Regions from separate parts of the Sus scrofa genome. Here region 1 is linked to region 2. The links are chromatin contacts, called in public Hi-C maps. All regions are on one chromosome and are shown on one strand. The core of a region is the stretch at or near the end of the contact, and the rest is flanking DNA. Distances in the headings are between cores, read along the strand shown. Region 1 overlaps SCN8A (sodium channel protein type 8 subunit alpha). Region 2 holds the start of ANKRD33 (ankyrin repeat domain-containing protein 33).

Region 1 (7,137 bases), core at 3,826-6,325, 120 kb after region 2:
GAGATGTCCTTGGAACAACTGAGGACAGGAGACTAGAGGAAGGGTGGGAGTTCAGGGCTCTGGTGCTGATCCTGCTGTGGACCAGCAGGCAGTAGCTGTATTCACGGAAGGAGTGGAAAGACTGGAGGGACCAGGACTGAGAGGAAAGTGGCTAGAAATAGAGAACGGGAGTATTAAGACACATTGCAGTGTCTATTTTTACAGCTCTTACAGAGAACAGGGTGGCTGTGGCAGGTTCAGAGGCTGGTGAGTAGGAACCTCTATTGGCAGATGCTTCCGTGTGGCAGGAAAAGGAAGAGAACAACCATGGGTGAGCTTACAAGGGGTCGTCCGAGTTTGTCTTCCTCCAGCCCTTCTTGCTCTACACTTGCAAGGGGGCTCTGGCCTGATCTGAATGATGATTCGCCTCTCAAACTGTAGTGTCTGTGAATCACCTGGGGATCATGTTAAAAATGCAGATGCTGAGTCAGTGGTTCTGGGGAGGGCCCTAAGAGTCTGCATCTCTAAGACACTCTCACGCCATCTCAGTGCCACTAGTCCTCAGCGGACACTTTGAAAAGTAAAGTGTTAAATTCCTGTGGGTGAATGTTCTATATCGAGAAACAGAAGACAGCAGGTGGACAGATCAGAGGGAAGCAAGAAAGTGATTTGCCATCTACACAAATCAGATAAAACTCTAACGTGGTTTAGACCCATGGTTCTTAGTGGAGGGCAATTTTGCCCCCTGGGGACAGGTGGCAATGTGAGAAGACATTTTTAGTTGTCACACGACTGGCCAGTAAAGAGTAGGGGCCAGGGATACTGCAAATTTCCTGCAACACACAGGACAGTTCCACAACAAATAATTATTTAGCCCAAACGATCGATAGCGTCAAGGTTGAGAAATTCTGGCTCAGATGAATGAAACTTTTGTAGCAGAAAGAGCCACAGACTCTAAAGTCAAGGATCTAACACAAGCCCTGACATCTACTCGGTGTGACTTTGGAAAAGTCCCTAAATTGGCTGAGTTTTGTTTCCATAACTATGAAAAAACATCAGAAGGTTGTGTGGCTCATGATCCAGTAGGCCTCTGAAAACAGCAGTCTCCTTTCCTTCATTTGTATCTTAGGGTTCTCGGGCCAAGAAAGAATAAAGACCAACACAGACATGGAAGGTAGTAGAAGGACTAAGCAGATCGGGCTTCTGGGTCAAGGGTAAGATGTTCAGAGCAAAGAACAAAAAGATCTACAAGTTCGTACTAACCACCAAGTTGCCAATAACCATGACCATCATGAAGACAATGAGGCACATGGCCTGGCCGGCCACCTCCATGCAGTCCCACATGGTCTCGATCCACTCCCCGCACAACACTCGAAAGACAATGAGGAAAGAATGAAAAAAGTCATGCATGTGCCAGCGAGGGAGTTCACAGTCCTGGTTGATCTTGCAGACACACTCTTTGTAGCTCTTTCCAAAGAGCTGCATCCCCACCACGGCAAAGATGAAAACAATAATGGCCAGCACCAGGGTCAGGTTGCCCAGGGCACCCACTGAATTTCCAATAATCTTGATCAGCATGTTCAGGGTGGGCCAGGATTTGGCCAATTTGAAGACTCGAAGCTAAGGAAAAAACAAACAAACAAATAAAACCCAAATGGTAGTCAGTCCATTTATTCTTACCACACGGCTGTAATAATAACGTATAAAATTAGTTAAGATCAGCTTAAATTTATTGAGCACCCTTGGGAAATTCCCAGAACCTTCTAACAGTGTTTTAGACTAAAATGGGAGCAACTGAGGCATAGAGAGGGAAACTGAATAACTGTACAGTAAGTGAGAGATTTAGAACTAAGAACCAAGAATACTGCCTCTAGCCCCCTGTATTAGTCTCTGGGTCAATCTATTAAGAAAAACAAAAACAAAAACCAAAACCAAAAAACAAGCAATACATGAACATATCCTTTCCCATTAATTTTCTCTTGACTTCTCAAGAGACGTATCAGGGAAAACGTGATCTGCAAAAGATCAGTCTGGTAAGGATAGTGAAAATAAGTCATCTGTCTCCTTAAAAAAGCAAGCATTTAAACATTCTACCTAGCTTTCCTTTCGTTTGCCAATAAATAATCAATGGCTGACAGGGAACTCTGTGATATGCTTGGAATAACTTCAAGGAAAAACAAAACTCCCAAGTGGAGCCATCTTTTGAAAAGAGACTATACATCTTATGAAAAGGGACTATGCTGATGTTAATTCAGAGGACAGAACTTCTGGTATCTGTCAATCACGAACTTTCTGTATTCTGCAATGAATGCTTACAAGGTCTTGGCTAATAGACTGAGAATTATAATGCATGAACCCATGACTAGAGGCCATCATCATATGCCTTAAGTTAACAACTAACACATGATGTAATAGGAATCCTGGTAGAAGGATTCGGACTTTTTTTTCCTATTGAAAACTTGAGTCTTATCTGAGAGTTCACAGTTTCCTAGGTGTTGTTGCTCTGTGTATAATCTGGGTTCTTTGTATGTTTTCCGTTTCTGAGTGGCTTTTAATTTATTAAGAATATTAGTGCTAAGGCTTCATTCTCTTAATTCTTCATCTTCTAGGTAATAAGAACTATTCTCAAAAAGTCTACTGCGGGCTGGATCCTAACCAATGACTAGTAAGCAGAGGTTCCAGAAACTTGGCAGATGTTATTTGTGACTTGGATTGAATGAAGTCTCTGGTTTACAAATTGTTTCCCTCTGATCCAATTCTCTTTCTTAGATATTTTGAATATCCTGATTAAAAAACCTTAAATCCTTTCAGTCGAGATGCTTAGATACCTTCCCGATAAGGAGAAAAACCGAAGCCATTTCTGAGGCTCTGAGTGGGATATCCTCCAGGTAACTCAGCTTCTCAAGGGACTGAATCAGGACATCGCTTATATCGATGCTTACGGGAAGCTACTTGAGGATGTCATTATCCTTTCAGAGTCATTGTAGTATTAAATTACATTAAATACATTAAAAAATCATCCTCAACTTATGACCAATGTCCAACAACTAATGTCAATACAATTTTTTAAAACATTATTTTATTCTTGTTTTCTGGAAGGATAGAAGAAATGAGGAGAGCCATTTTTAAAAACGGAGAAATTCTTGCCATTTCAGGGCAATGCTCCGATGCAGAAATAGGCTCACCAGCAAATCCCAAGCAGACCTCAGAAGAGCCCCTGGGAATCCTTCTTCCTCATCTTTTAGATGAACCACTATCTTCCGAGGAACATCCTAAAACTGACTCCAGTTTGTTGACTGATTTTAAAAACGACTCTCTACATTAGGCAGTTAGCAGAAAAGTTTTCAAGATTTCAGTAGCTAAGCCAATAAGCAGCCAACGGAAGTTGAGAGTAGAATATAGCTAAGGACTTAAAAAAAAAAAATCACGAGATTAACTTATGCAAAACTCTTTCTAGCAGCTGCAAGACAGGAAATGTAAAAAGAAATGGGAGAAATATGGAATACCAATCGGAAAGATCGCAGCACTGAAAGCCCCTCCACGTCTGCTAGACTCAGTTCCATTAAACTGAGGGAGACAATAAATCCGTCAAAAATGTTCCAACCTTCTTGGAAATAATAGTAGGGATCCATGGCTATGAGCTTCAGGAACATTTCCGCTGTGAAAATTCCAGTGAAAACCTAAAGAGCAGAAGGCAGGCGTAAGAAAAAGCACAAGAAAGAAAACGCCTTTATCATTTAACTTTGATTACGACACATCCAAGAAGCCGCAAGAGCCAGCCTTGACTAAATCCTCCATCTGAGGACAGCAACACTCAGATGTCCCCTGACCACGCCGCACGATGCGGGAAAGTCTTCTTACTTCCCCTGAATCAAGTACTCAGCCCGGCGCCCCCATCTTTGTTGCCAGAACTCCTCAATGCACGTCGTTCAAGACTGCAGTTTAAACATGATTCTAAGCAACGGGGAATATCACACAAGTGACTGACTCCTCAAGGGTCGGCCAGCATCTGAGTGGGTATGTTTGGGATGTTGTTAAAAAAATTGCGGAGTTCCCGTCGTGGCGCAGTGGTTAACGAATCCGACTAGGAACCATGAGGTTGCGGGTTCGGTCCCTGCCCTTGCTCAGTGGGTTAACGATCCGGCGTTGCCGTGAGCTGTGGTGTAGGTTGCAGACGCAGCTCGGATCCCGCGTTGCTGTGGCTCTGGCGTAGGCCGGTGGCTACAGCTCCGATTGGACCCCTAGCCTGGGAACCTCCATATGCCGCGGGAGCGGCCCAAGAAATAGCAACAACAACAACAACAACAAAAGACAAAAAAAAAAAAATTGCACTCTCTGTGTTATAACTATATGAGAATTAGTCCTGACTTGACATTATGCGTCTTCTCAAACACAGACATAATCTGCTGCAGGGTTTCTTTCTTTCTTTCTTTTTTGTCTTTTTAGGGCCGTACACGCAGGATGTGGAGGTTCCCAGGCTAGGGGTCCAATAAGAACTGCAGCTACTGACCTACACCACAGCTCACAGCAAAGCTGGATCCTTAACCCAATGGGCAAGGCCAGGGATCAAACCCGCATCTTCACAGACGCTAGTTGGGTTCACTAACCGCTGAGCCACGACGGGAACTCCAGGGTTTCTTATTTTCAGTGGTAAAAGCAATGGGACACAGCTAAACATGTGCAAACTACAGGAGATCCATTCATAGTCTCACCACCTTACAAACGCTTATTATTTTAATGCTACTGTTTAATGTCCTTTTCTGTTAAGCTAAATCAAAGTTCATAGTGCAAGTTAAGCTTCTACAGAAGGGATATCACTCGCAGTGAGTCAGGAAAGTAGGGGCAGCTCATCAGCTCCCGACACACAGTTTACCCTCAGCGTGAGCCCATCAAAGGTTTCTTTACGGAGCAACATGAACCCGCTTTATACACACTAAGCAGAGACTGAATGTGCTGTCCCCTTGGTTCCTGGCGAACACACAGAAGTGCTTAGTAACAGGCACGAGCTGAATGACCTGAGAATACCTATACTGTGGGAACTCTGGCTCCTGAGAGAAGATCAATGACACGGTCACGTGGTGTGGCCTTTCAAAGGGTGGACTGGCCTCTGGCTGCCTGGTAGGAAGGCCTGAGACTGACACCAGCAACTGTGTTGTTTCAACACACACAGTGGGCTGCCCTCGTTTGGGGCTTGGGAGAAAATAAATCTGTAACTATTGGTTGCATGAAAGAATTACTTTTTTAAAAACAGAGGAGACTAGATTTAAGGTTCTCCCTTTGATGTTATTTTTATTTGCACCGTGATATGCTTCTTGAGGAGGAGAAAAAGGAATTACAAGCAGCACATCAATAACTGTATATAAATGTCACTCTTGTGAATGTCATCAAGTATTCACCTGAGAATTTATGTTCTAGTACCGCAGCTCTCAAAGTGTACTGGGGGATCCTTGGGTCCCTAAGACCCTCATGGGGTATGAAGTCTTCTTCTCTTTCCAACTACATATCTGTGTGAGGCCAGGTTTTCATCTTTCACTTTAAGCAAAATAATATATAGCGATGGATTAAGTACAGAAGCAGATAAATCTAGGTATCTTCTACTAAACCAGACACGAAGAGTTCCCTGGTAGCCTAGCAGTTAAGGGTCTGGCATTGCCACTGCTGTGGCTTGGGTAACTGGTGTGGCGTGGGTTTGACCCCTGGCTTGGGAACTTCTGTATGCCGCAGGCATGGCCGAAACAAAACACAACCAAAAACTCAAACACACAAAACACTAGACATGACAGAGATTTGCAAAAATGCCAAACAATCCATTTTTTTCCTTCAGAAAATATTTTCCCCCATAAAATGTTATTTACATAACTGTGTAATGGATATATGATTGTGATTTAAAAATAAGTATTTAAGATTTTTGTTGGTTTTAATTTCAAATATGGTAAATATGAAAAGATAACTCACATAAATGAAAGCGCTTTAGCTCTTTTTAAGAGAATAACAGGGCCCTAAAACCAAAAAAAGATGGAGAAGTCTGTTCCAATCAAATGCTCTGAATTCACAGGCAGCATATGTTTCTAGTTTGGACAAGCCCCTGGCACCGGCCTGAGAACATAATGCCAGGGCAGCAGGCAAGGTCTCCGGTGCCCTGAGACTGGGGGTCAGCCTGGGGCCTGGGAAGGGTAGGGGGAAGCAGCACACCTCCTCTGTCCTCTGCCACAACTGCGTCTGCAGACAAATCAGGCTCCTCTGGGAGCCTTTCGGATTTGTTTGCCCCTGTCTCCTCCCAGGAGGCCGAGGAGCTCCTGCTCTGTAGTCCTTCCAAAGAGGATGAAATTCAATTTGACAAAAGCCCTGTGTGTACTGCAGTGGAGACAGGGAAAAACCAACATGTGACCATGAAAAATAGCAGATCCTTGGGAACTCGGTCACCCTGAGGTCGGGTGACCCAAGTGGTTGTAATACTGAGATTCGTCTGGTTTTAGTGCTCAAAGTCCTCCATCCTGGGTGGACAAGGTGATCCACTTGTACTGGCTTGCTCAGAACTGCCCCACTTTTAAGGGAAAGTTCTATGTCCCAGGAGCCCCGTCAGATCTGTGCAGACTAGAATGGCTGCTTATCCAAATGAAAGATCCAGGCACAAAGACTAAAATATCAGGAAGTAGGTTTCTAAAAAGCGTATGTATAAGGGGCTACAGGGACACAGATCAAAGAAAAATTAAAATCTGGAAAGAATTCCTTTTGGTTGAAAATCTAGTTAAACTGTAGTTACTTTACCACATAACATTCATGTGTATTTGGTAAAGGAGGAAAAACAACTTCCTGTTTTTCTTTTTTGGCTTAGATTCTCGGAAATTAAACTTACATGTCAGGTTAAGCTTTCACCCTTCCTTCCAGACCCCCTCCTCTCAAGAGATTTAGTCCTAAAGCTCTTATCTACATGGTGGGGGGCCTGGGGCAGCTGAGAAGGAGGGCTGCCTAGGGTGGGCTGTCAGAGCCTATGTAGGCCATGGAGGGTGCCCACTGGGGGCCAGTCCAGTGTCTGCGTGGGATGGCTGCCCAGCACAGGGTGCGAAGGCCTGAGGACGGCTGGAGAGTGCCCACGCTGGAGCGGGTAGGAGACTGGGCAGAGAGGGTTAGAGCTTAACCAGGTGGAGAGGGCATCCT
Region 2 (6,796 bases), core at 3,368-5,867:
TCGAGCATTTTTTTTTCCCCTGAATGTCAATAATAGCTTTTCACTTCTTCCCTTTGACTCATCCTGCTCTTATACTTAAGTAGTTAAATGAATCTTGGTACTCACTACTTATGTATATTAATCAAGTTTATCTTGGTACAAATTTTACTTTGGGGAGTTCCCGTCGTGGCGCAGTGGTTAATGAATCCGACTAGGAACCATGAGGTTGCGGGTTCAGTCCCTGCCCTTGCTCAGTGGGTTAACGATCCGGCGTTGCCGTGAGCTGTGGTGTAGGTCGCAGACGCGGCTCGGATCCCACGTTGCTGTGGCTCTGGCGTAGGCCGGTGGCTACAGCTCCAATTCAACCCCTAGCCTGGGAACCTCCATATGCCGCGGGAGTGGCCCAAGAAATAGCAACAACAACAACAACAAAAAAAAAAGACAAATTTTACTTTGGCAAATAGTAGCATGCCTCATACACTGTTCCACCCCTTGTTTTTTCACTTCATACATCTTGAAGATAGTTTCATAACAGAACTAGGGCCACACCCGAGGCATATGGAAGTTCCCAGGCTAGGGGATGAATCAGAGCTGTAGCCACCAGCCTACACCACAACCACAGCCACAAGGGATCCAAGCCGCATCTTCAACCTACAGTGCCGTTGACAGCAATGCCGGATCCTTAACCCACTGAGTGGGTCCAGGGATTGAACCCGCATCCTCGTGGATGCTAGTTGGGTTCGTTACTGCTGAGCCACAATGAGAACTCTGAAAGCTTCCTTCTTCTTGTTTTCCCACTGTAGAGAATACGTCAAATAGGTATACAGTATTTACACCCAGAATCAATTTAGCCAGTCCCCTATTGAGGGCCACGTGGGTCATTTCCATTCTTTTATTGTTGCACATGATGCTGTATGAATGACCTGGTGCACAGGCTGAGAGTAGAGTCACTTAGACAGAGGTAGATGGGAAGGCAGAAGGGGCTCTAGACAGCAAAGGAGCCTAAGGAAAGGGCCTGATTACCTGCTCCCAGTCTGGTCTAGCCCATCTTCCCCTGGCTCTCTGCCAATCTGGACTCCTCCTGCCTCCTCCTCTCCATCCTGAGCTCCTGGTATCTCCAGACAGGAAGGGCCAGGCTTCGATTCCCTGCAGATCTGGGCTCCAGCTTCCACTGGATGCCAGATGAGGGTGCCTTGGAGAGGAGGATCTTGGGGGCTTGGGGCCTGGAGCTGGTACTACCCCTGGGCTGGAGCCACTGGGGGCACATGCTCAACACACCGTGAGGGCTCTGGTAGGGGGTGAAGGCCCGGGGGCCAGGAACTTCCTGGGGGGGCTGGGGTACAGGAGGAGGGGGTGGGGCAGTGCCTAACAGCTCTGGCACGGACTTGCTTCGGGTGCCCAGTGCAGGTGGGTGGTCAGGGCACAGGGTGTGGCAGGCAGTGCTGAGAAAAGGACTGGCCAGGCTGGTCGTGATGGTCACAAGGTGGTCCAGGACACCCCCCTCCTGAGGAGACTGGGCAAAGGGGAAGCTCAAGGTGGCCTGGAGTCGTTCTAGGAGAGATGGGGTGGCCTGAGCCTGGGCCTGGGCCACAAGCCCGGGCAAAGCTGGCCACTCGGGTTGGTAATGCTGGCTCAGCTGTTCCACTTGGGGCCGTCGCAGCAACTGCCGGATCCTCTGTACTGTGTCGAAGCTGTCGGTCAGAAATGCCCACTCCAGGGCCGTCTTGCCTCGGACAGGATCCACTGCAGTCAGGTCAGCACCTGGGGAGGGCACAGGGGTGACATGGGGTGGGATCGGTGCCTTGCAGAAGGACAGATGCTTTTAGGAGCAGGACTGATTTGAGTTAGATGCAAAACCAGAGGCCCACCCTGCTGCAGCTGGAATCAGGCCCTCAGGGGCTGCAGTAGCACCGACGGACAGTACCAGCCCCAGACCCCAACTTCCGGTTTAGGATCCCAACTTCCGGTTTGATTGGCGAAAGGAGTCCAGTGAGGGGGACCGACCAGGGATACTTACTCCAGGTCTCCAAACATGGGGCAGACTAGAGACCTCCTGAACCAAGGCGCTGACCAGAAGGTGTGTGGGGGTTGCTCAGGATGGGGGGAGGTCCGAGCTGCACCCTCTGGGGCAGGTGGAGGGAGGGAGTCCTGCTGGTTCCCTCTTCTGACTCTTCCTTTCATCACTACACCCCCCAGTCCTGGGGGTGGGGAGTAGCAGTTACTCTTCCACAAAGGAGGGGATGTAGAGCTTCCTCCCTTCTCACCTCAAACCCAACCGAATAGGATGGGAAAGGGCAAAGCCGGAGGCTGGGGTCCCCCAGGGTGACCCACAGAGGGAACCCCCAGCTCAGAGAGTAGCACGGCCTGGAGACTCCACAGTGTGGACTTCACCCCAGAACAACGCTGTCACAGTCACATGTCTCAATCACACATCCCTGCATTCCTGGAACCCTGGTTTGTCAGAGCTGGAGATCAGCCCAGAGAAGGCCATTGACCTCATTACACTGGTGAGGCCCAGAGAGGAAAGCCACCTGCCCAGGGTCACTCAGCGGGCAGCAGAGCCAGGATGGGCACCAAAGAGTCTGGTTCCAGATAACAATCTTTTTTTTTTTTTTTGTATTAGGTTCTCCAGCCAGTCTAGGTTATCCTCCCAAGTTTTCTTTTCTGGGACTGCCATTCACCACTTAAACAGAGCTATCAGGAGCTGGACTTTGTTGCTGGTGAGAAGCTCCAGCACACTCTCCTCCTCCAGGAAGTCAGCCTAGATTGATCCTCCATCCACCTCTCTCCTCTCTGCAACTATGACAGCTGACTTAGTGCCTGGTGGGGAGGTGTGGGGGAGGAACTGGAGGCCACACAACATCCTGGTCCCCATGCACCTGCCATGAGGAGGGCAGCCACGCATTCCGAACGGTCCCGCATGGCAGCCTTCATCAGCGCTGTCAGCCCCCGCTGGTCCCGGCGCTCCAGGTCAAGGCCCGCGTAGTAGTTGATCAGGAAACTCACCAGAGGCACGTGGCCTGCAGGGCACCAAGGGCAGAGCTTGGCTACCCAGGAAAGGAATGACAAAGCCCCAGATCCACTCTCCACCCAACACGGCAGTGGCAGTGTCAGAGTGAGAGAACATTGGTGCAAAGAGTGTGGGCTGTGGCCTTGGTCTGGCGGGTAGAGGGTGGGGTCAGCAGCCTCTTACCTGCTTGGGCAGCCAGCATGAGGGCTGTGTCCCCCTCTTTGTCCTGCTGGTTCACATCCAGGAAAGGACAGCGGCTGAGCAGAGCCACGACACTCCGGAAGCCATGGTAGCATGCGACCATGAGGCCTGTCTGGGGGAGGGGCAGCTCAGCCCCCGTGCTTCCCTCCTGGAGCTTCTTGGGGGCCCTGGGCCCTTTAAATCCACATCTGACCCAGGGATGTCCCAGTTCCTGTGAAGACCCACTCTCTCCCTTCCTCCTGAGGACCCAGGCAGTGGATGCCATCCTGAAATTCCCAGGACGAGTGGGGTGACTCACCCTCCCATTGCCGTCCACCTGGGTGGCCTCCTCTGGGGAGACCCCATCATCCAGGATGGCTTGGAGCTGGGCAGAGTCATTTCGGACACAGGCCCAGTACAGGGCCCCCAGCGTGCAGCCTGGGATAGAGGCATCAGACACGTCCAGCCCTCCCCTCGGCAATGGCAGCTCCTCCTCTTCCATGCTGGGGGCAAGAAGGCGGGTTTCCCCCCTTCAATGCAGCTGGCATCTATAACACAGAATGAGGGGAATGGTGTCCCTCTGAATCCTGGGACATGTCTCAGCATCTGTGACTCACCCCAATGGCCCAAGGAAGAGTCCTTTCCTACTGGAGTGTCCCATCCCATTCACCCTGGAGAAAGGACATGCCGGTGGCAGGGAAGCAGAGTGGCAGGAGCCCTAAGAGGGTAGAAGTCACTATAAGTGAGGATCCTGGTGAGATTCAGGGAGAGCGGCAGTTCCCTTTTTCCCAGGGGACCTTACCTGGGGTTTGGAGGCTCCCTAGGAGGTAGCCATTGCTGGGACTCACAGTAAGCCCCAGACTCCTGAGAGCACTCACCGGGTCTCTGGAGCGCCTCAAGGTGGACTCTCCCCCCCAGGAAGCAACGCAGGTAACAGATGGCTCGACTTAACGGAAAGAGCTGCCTCAAACACCTCGGGGCTGAGCTGGATCAAGCCGGGTTAGTTAGGGATGAGGTGCAGGGCGGGGCAGGTGCTCTCCCCTCCCCAAGCCGACAGAGCCCCGCCCCACGAGCCTGCCTAGAGTGGGCGGGGCCCGAGTCCGAGTGGCTCCTCCCCCGAGGAGGGGGCTCTGAGAGTAAGATCCGCCTCTCCTGCAAACTCACACCTTCGGCCCCCTTCGGAGACCAGCTCCAAACCCACGCTTTGAAGAGTGGAGCCGGGCTTGGCAGGGGGGGTAGGGGTGGGAGAGGCTGTAAGTCACACACCTCTCTAAAGAGGGTGACTGGGACGGGCATAGGGGCCCCAGGGGTCACCTGGATCTATTTTTTTAGATTCTGGGGAAATTAAAGCATAAAGAATTGCTTAATTAGGGTACAGAAATTATGATATATTCAGTTTAATGGATTAGTTTGATGTGGTACATTAAATATAAAATATTTAAATTATATTCACATGTAAATGAATTATTTTGATTATTCAAATCAAACTATGGTTTTCATTATTTATTTATTTATTTATTTATTTTAATGGAAGGTTTTATTTTATTTTTTTGTCTTTTCTAGGGCCGCACCTGCGGCATATGGAGGTTCCCAGGCTAGGGGTCTAATCAGAGCTGTAGCTGCTGGCCCACACCACAGCTCACGGCAACGCCAGATCGTTAACCCACTGAGCAAGGCCAGGGATCAAACCTGCAACCTCATGGTTCCTGGTCGGATTAGTTAACCACTGAGCCATGACAGGAACTCCCATTATTTATTAAATTAATAAAATTATTATTAAATTATTCTTTAAGTTAAATTACCTTTTTTTTTTTTTTTTTTTTTGTCTTTTTGCCATTTCTAGGACCGCTCCAGTGGCATATGGAGGTTCCCAGGCTAGGGGTGTAATCGGAGCTGTAGCCGCCGGCCTACACCAGAGCCACAGCAACATGGGATCGGAGCTGCGTCTGCAACCTACACCACAGCTCATGGCAACACCGGATCCTTAACCCACTGAGCGAGGCCAGGGATGGAACATGCGTCCTCATGGTTCCTAGTCATGATTTCCACTGATCCACAATGGGAACTCGATGACACATATATTCGTGACAACATACATTTCATTGAAAAAAGTAGTGGTGGTTTGTTTTATTTTAACTCACACCTTAGATTGTGCTACAGAGCTTATTGTGTTCGTTCTTTTCACTCAGTGCTGTTTTGGGGGTTGGTCCTTGCTGCTTTTTATGCAGTGTATCAGTCAGGTGTTGTAACCAAAAACTGACCTCAGGGGTGTGGTTGCTGCCATAGGCTGGCTGCTCAACCTGCTTCCAAAACTGTAAAAGCTGGAAAGGTATAATGACACTTCCCAGATTCTTGTGAGCTAGGAATCTGTGATTTAAGTTCTGCTTTTGTGTAAGACACAAATTTGGAATAGAGCTAAGTAGCATGGGACATCCGTTTTGCTGTCACAAATTGTGACAGATACGGTTGGGGGGGTCTAGTGAGCAGTTTCCTGATTCGTCAGCTTCCTGTAGTAGTGACTTGTTTTCTGGATCACAGGCAGAGGTCATGTGCCTCTCAAAGCTGGGAGTTGTTCCCAGACCTAGAGCCTGCTTCTTTATTTAAACTAGCCAGATTTATTTCTGTTACCAGTAATTAAACCCTAACTGACATGTGTGGCTTAAACAAGTAGAGGTTTATTCTTCATACAAGATAAAAAGTTCAAAGATAAGAAGCTGTTGGTGTTGACTGAGTAACTCGATGATGTCAGGGCCTTCTCTGGGAGTCTCTTGGCTTTTCCTCATGGTCACAATATAGCTGCTGTACCTCTAGCCATCACAGTAAAATGTGGTGAAGGGACACTGTGGACTCTATGCAGCAGTTGGAAGAAATCTACGAGATGATGGGTCAGACATCTCTGATTAAATGATACACTCCCTATCCATAACCCTCTTCTCTCTGGTCACCTTTTGGTCAGGTGTGACCAGTTAACACAGTTTTGGCCAATGAAATGCAAGCAGCAGTCTGATGGGGGAGGCTCCTTGGAAAATCTTTGCTCTCTTGATAAAAGGTATGGTGTGTCCCTTTTAACCTTTCTTTCTTCCCTCTTATTCCTGCTGCATAGGATGCCATAGTGTGCATCCATCACATCTGACTTATCTGCTCTTCCAAAGGTGGACCCCTATGCTGCCTCCAACTTCATGCCACTACAAATACTGCAGGGACCATCCTTGTATATATCTAGCTGTGGACCCAAAAGAGAGCATCTCAGAGTCTGCTGGGTCATAGGGCATAGGGTACATACATTTTTATTGGCCACCTGCTCCCAGATTGCTCCCTATTTTAGTGACCCACCAAGAGTGCGTAAAAGTATCTCAAATCCTTGCCAACACTTGAACTTATTCAGCCTTCTAGTTTTTATCAGTCTGATGGTACAGAACTATAAAAGGATTTTTTTTTTCTTTTTCGGCCTCCCTGAGGCATATGGAGTTCCCAGGCCTGGGATCAGACCTATGCTGCAGCTGTGGCAATGCCAGATCCTTTAATCCACTGTGCTGGGCTGGGGATCAAACCCATGTCCTGGCGCTGCAGAAACACCACCAATCCTGTTGCACCACAGTGGGAACTCCATGCTTTATTTTATTTATT

Evidence for each region. Hi-C and Micro-C count contacts between places; a contact is called where the count stands out from the background.
Region 1: a contact with region 2 is called in a Hi-C map of liver, with 3 times the contacts expected there. The contact joins the enhancer-like site here to the promoter of ANKRD33 in region 2. A contact is called at or near these places in 5 of 47 Hi-C or Micro-C datasets (fetal skeletal muscle, liver, omental adipose tissue and 2 more) and 1 of 2 datasets of contacts at active chromatin or transcription factors (skeletal muscle).

The regions. Positions count from the first base shown.
Region 1 is chr5:17,129,304-17,136,440 of Sscrofa11.1, reverse strand. SCN8A (sodium channel protein type 8 subunit alpha) reads right to left here. Exons shown (of 27, transcript XM_021091665.1): 15 at 3,486-3,659; 16 at 1,243-1,599. Among named protein-coding and RNA genes, the nearest start is that of FIGNL2, 76 kb to the left of the region's middle. Within about 2 kb of position 5,075, at least 6 of the 83 cell types and tissues checked have an H3K27ac peak or open chromatin away from gene starts, as enhancers often do. A contact at or near this core is called in fetal skeletal muscle and liver, where this site is marked.
Region 2 is chr5:17,245,161-17,251,956 of Sscrofa11.1, reverse strand. ANKRD33 (ankyrin repeat domain-containing protein 33) reads right to left here and starts at 4,617. Exons shown (of 5, transcript XM_021091670.1): 1 at 4,048-4,617; 2 at 3,173-3,717; 3 at 2,859-2,999; 4 at 1,345-1,740; 5 at 858-1,150. The coding sequence starts at 3,671. The coding sequence ends at 999.